2 separate regions of the Gossypium hirsutum genome follow, and region 2 is linked to region 1. Evidence: chromatin contacts called from public Hi-C data. All regions are on one chromosome and are shown on one strand. The core of a region is the stretch at or near the end of the contact, and the rest is flanking DNA. Distances in the headings are between cores, read along the strand shown. Region 1 holds the start of LOC107952130 (ABSCISIC ACID-INSENSITIVE 5-like protein 5). Region 2 holds the start of LOC107923113 (protein DCL homolog, chloroplastic).

Evidence for each region. A called contact is a pair of places that touch in the nucleus more often than the background predicts.
Region 2: a contact with region 1 is called in a Hi-C map of leaf, with 2.3 times the contacts expected there. The contact joins the promoter of LOC107923113 here to the promoter of LOC107952130 in region 1. A contact is called at or near these places in 2 of 34 Hi-C or Micro-C datasets (both in leaf).

What each region holds. Positions count from the first base shown.
Region 1 is chrA03:32,275,136-32,277,720 of Gossypium_hirsutum_v2.1, reverse strand. It overlaps LOC107952130 (ABSCISIC ACID-INSENSITIVE 5-like protein 5), which reads left to right and starts at 1,274. Exons shown (of 4, transcript XM_016887409.2): 1 at 1,274-1,389; 2 at 1,741-2,585. The coding sequence starts at 1,747.
Region 2 is chrA03:33,034,261-33,036,845 of Gossypium_hirsutum_v2.1, reverse strand. It overlaps LOC107923113 (protein DCL homolog, chloroplastic), which reads right to left and starts at 1,300. Exons shown (of 3, transcript XM_016853326.2): 1 at 787-1,300; 2 at 582-696; 3 at 1-326. The coding sequence starts at 1,148. The coding sequence ends at 324.

The DNA.
Region 1 (2,585 bases), core at 25-2,524:
TTAATGTTGAGTAAATGTGCGACGTGGTTACTAATAAGTTATTAGTTGAAGTGATGAGAAAACACATTTAAAATTTGAGAAACACATTTACTAGAAAGGATTTACCTTTCACACTCTTAGCCCGATGGGAATTTGTCTAAAGTCTAATATGACTTGGGAATACCTTAAATTTAAACCAAAAAAATAATGTCCCATATAAAATTGTTCATGACCGGGTGACTTATTGGGTTTAAAGTTCTGTTTAAAAAATAAGAGAATTTAAATAAAAATATATATTTAAAAAGTAGATTTGAGAAAAAAATAAGATCCGTTTAGAAAATAGTTTAAGTTTTGGATAAAATTTTTTTAGCTCAAGCCCAACTTGATGCAAATTTGTAATAAAAATTTTTTGCTGTTTTTTCATATTTTGTCATCGTTTTCTCACTTATTGCCATTGTTTTACTATGATTTCACTATTATGTTACTACTATTTTGTTCTTAATATTTGAATATTATATAACACTTGTTTTATTATTAATTTTACTATTATTTTAGATATATTTGCTTATTAAGTTGCACTTATCTCAGTGTTATTTAAATATAAAGACTTTTTTAATTTATTTTTAATTTGTTGGGAAATATTTATTTTAATATTTTTTAGTATATTTGATATATTATATTTTTTAAATTAAAAAAATTAACACAAACATGCCGGGTCTAAATTTTAACATTTTTATACAAGTCGAAATTGAATAAAAAATTAAGCTATTTTTTCCGCCCGGCCGAACGGATGATCAAAATGCTTCAATAGCGTTATTAATTATTTTATAATTCAATGATTAATAGAAAAATTACTAACAAGGTCATCTTAATGTAGTTTAAATAAATAAGAAAAAGGATTAAGGGCATCTTTGTCAAAACGAAACCCGCACAAAAGTAGAATAGTAGGTCTGAGCCGCAGGCATATAATTATCCAAGATCATTGGCCTTTTATCAGGTTGTATGAAAAACGTATAAATGTGAAACAAAGATTATGCTTTAGACCAAAATGCCCCTAATTCACTCTCTTCAGCATTTATCTATTTGGCGCTATGACGCTATTCTAACCAACGAAGCCACTAAAAATTCCAAACCAATAAAATTCAAACAATCACTACCGTTCCCTACACTCAACGTGGACGGTCCAAATCTCACATCACCGCAGCCAACCCTTTCTCTTTGGTCCACATTTCCCCACTCCAGCTGGCCCACCAAAATTATTAAAAAATCAAGCTCACTGTAAAAAATACTCTCTATTTATTTAATGTCTTAACTAAAAAATAAAGGGACAAAGGCACACTTGGCGCTTGCTCGAAGTCCCCTAAGTTGCCAGAAGAAAGAAGAATTCAAACTAAACGCTGTCCCGAAAAGGTTAAAAACCTTTTATTTTATCTCTCTAGCTCTTGCTTAAAAAATTGTCTAGTTCTTGCCCATACTGCTCTCTGCTGTCGTTTATGTGTTGTTTTTGGAGAATTAATAAACTAATTTGCCGTGTTTATTGTGTTTGTGTGTTTGGGATTTGGGTGGTTTTTTTCTTAACCAAAGAAAAAGTTTATGTTTTTCACATTCCATTTTTATGTTTATGTTTTGATTTTTCTTCTTAGTTTTTCTGATCTTGATTGAAAGGGTTTTTATAGAAAACCTGAAAGTCCCAAATTTTGGAAAAAAAAACATAGAAAGCTTTAATTTTGGGGCCAAATTTGTTAACACTGTTTTATCCAGATTTGAATGGCGGCTAACATGAAGTTGAAGAACTTTGGAAGTAACCAACCACTACCAGCTGACGGCGGTGGGAATACTCTGTTAAGTAGACAGCCATCGATCTATTCTCTAACCTTTGATGAGTTTCAAAGCTCTATGGGTGGAATAGGCAAATATTTTGGGTCTATGAACATGGATGAGTTGTTGAAGAACATTTGGAGTGCTGAAGAAACTCAAACAATGGCTTCTTACAGTGGTGGCCTGGACGCATATGGAGGGCTACAAAGGCAAGGGTCTTTGACTTTGCCAAGGACGCTAAGCCAGAAGACTGTTGATGAGGTTTGGAAAGATATTTCAAAGGAGTATTCAATAGGGAAAGATGGGATTGGAACTGCGGCAGGGACAAATCATGTGCCCCAAAGGCAGCAAACATTAGGGGAGATGACTTTGGAAGAGTTCTTGGTGAAGGCTGGTGTGGTAAGAGAGGGCACCCAATTTGCTGGGAAGGATAATAATGTTAATGGAGGGTTCTTTGATGGATTTCAACAAGGTGGTAGAACTCCAAATTTCATGGGAAATAGGCTTTCTGAAGTTGGTTTTCAGGCTTCTAATTTGCCTTTGAATGTTAATGGGGTTAAATCAAACCAGCACCAGTTACCTCAGCATCTGCAGCAACAACCAATTTTTCCTAGGCAACCTGCTGTAGGATTTGGATTTCAGATGCCTTTACAAAGTGGTGGTCAGTTGGGGAGTCCTGGAAATAGAGGGGGAATTACTGGGATGGGGGATCAGGGACCACCTAATGGTCTTATTCAGGGTGGAAAGATGGGGATGATTGGTTTAGGAGGGCCAGTCAGTGTTGCAAC
Region 2 (2,585 bases), core at 51-2,550, 760 kb before region 1:
TATATTTATCTATATATGAGACGTAAAACAACATTACATAATACAAAAACAGAATGTCAGCTCTAACCCTCACATAATACAAAAAGCTTTGAGCAAGTACAATTGCAGCCTATTTTGCTTCCACTATAGCAATGAGCTAACAAGACAAAAGGGGAAACAGGACGGCGATGGGGGTGGAATGGGGAATATTGCCATCAGTACAGACTCCAAACCTGCCAAATATCTCCAGCCTAAATTGAAATCCTACAAGGCAGCAACTTCTTCTACTAGGTAGGGGACTCTCACCCGCATTTCTAAAAGCCTGTCCCTTCACTCCTTCAGTTTTACTGCATGACTAGATTTGAGCCCGAATTTTAGTATTTAAATTTATATTGATGCAACTTGATTTCGTCTAGTCCTTTCAGGGGGGAAAAAAGGTCACGTTAGAACTTACACTAAATTATGCAACTAATTAAATCGGAAAAAAATTCTGAAAATCCTAAAAAGAAATATTAGTATAATTTATTTAAATTGTTAAATTCAAGCTTCTAATTATTTATAAATTCCAGTGGGCAAAATGCAGATAAGGTACAGAAACATACAGTAATGTAATCAATTCCACATCCGATTTTCTTCTCAGACTCTGGATGGTAAGGAAGCAACCTCTCCAGAATACTCTTTTCGTGCTCTGGACTCAATCTATCTCCACTTCCATACCTGCAATAAATTTACAAATTTACAATAAAAGGAAGTATTATATAATTAGATAATTTCTTTTTTAAAAAGGCAACAAATTGAATTACTTACTTTCCAGAATGAAGAATCATTCTAACGAAACCAACGAGAGGAACAGTGTCCCGTAAAATCCTGTCTTCCCAATCAATCCATTCACCTCTATTTCCTTTTTCCTTACTACCATCCTCTTCCTCCGAAATTCCGCCACTTTCCTCATCTGGAACTATACTCGGCTTCCTTAACAAATCAGCGCCGGAAGATTCCTGGCTCGCGGTTCTCCCGCCGTCGGGGTCGGTCGTCAGCGCGCAAAAACGAACGCGGAGCGACGTTGTTTGGTACAACGGAGAAGATAAGATAACAGAGGAGGAAGAAAAAGAGATAGGGATAAAGGTAAGGTGAAAGTTGGACGGTGATGGCTTGAGAAATGAAGCCATAACGAGTGAACTGAGTCAGTGAGTTAACGGTCGCATTACTGTTTTGGCATTGGAAAGGATTATATTAGCTGATAGAAAAAGGGTGATATATGTCCAGCTAAGCCCATTAATATTTTTTAAAATTTCTTTGAGGGTAGACTTTTTGGACTGGTTGATCAAGGAACTATAATAATTAAAAATATTTCATAATCAATAACATTACTTTAAACTTAGGTAAATTATTTAAATTTCGATAAGTTATTTTTTATTTAATTGTTTAAAATATTTTATTAAAAAATTTATAAACAATAATTAAACAACCTTTTAAAATGAATAAAACTTGTGATAAAATATTCTAATATTGTATTTTAAAATGTATAGAGAATTTTTATTTTAATTTTTTTAAATTATTTAGTTTTAATATTACTGATAAAGTTTTATTTTAATTTTAATTTGAAAAAATATATATTTTTAACCTTTTAGATTTAAATAATATTATGTGTTTGCAAATATATTTTAAAAAGTTAGGATTCATAAAAATTACAAATTATAAATAATCTGAAATCTAGCTATTGAAATTATAAATTATGGGATATACAATCAAACAAAATATTAGATAATTTATTATATTTTCTTTAAAAAATAAGTTTAACATTGAGGTCTTAAATATGAATTATTTAAGGTTTTGAATAATATAAATAATATAATTTAATTTTATCAATTCTTGAAAGAAAATAACTAAAGGGCTTCAAAATATTGGTTTCGAACCTTCCTATTATTCATTTAGCCTGTACAGCTTTTTTATCTATAGCCTAACCAATTTTTTTTTAAATTTTGAAATTTATAAAATCTCTCTAAATATTTTTAAATTACTTCGTTGATGGCTAAAAGTAGTCATTTACTTATTATTAAGATAGCTAAAGGTCGTGATGTTGTGATTATAATGAAACTTTTTTAAGTGGATCCCCAAATCATGTAGGTTTTTTACTTTTTATCAAATGATTTTCATTTATGTTGTGTAATTAGTTTTTTTCTTCTTTTTTTTTTGTCATTTTCAAGTGTTAATGAACTTTAAGTCATGTAACATTTTATACAACATGCTTCATCATACTTAAATATCATTAAATCTTCGAATAGACTTAAACTTTTTTATTCAACTCAATTTTGTAAAATTTAATATCAAATTTGATTTACAGATTAAACTAGTCAATTGCAATTATCTCAATTTTTTTTTCATTTTGACTGGAAGGATGACCTTTACGTACACCCCTATGCACAAAGCAAAAATGTAATATTAACTTTATCACACATTAGTGATGGTTGAAATTTACATGGTAAAATTATTATGAAGGTTTTTGTATTAAGAGTTTTATTACATTTTATCTCTTTTATTCAAAAAAGGGTAAAATAGTCTTGTATATTAGATAAAAAAAGTAAATTGGTCCTTCTGTTAAAAAT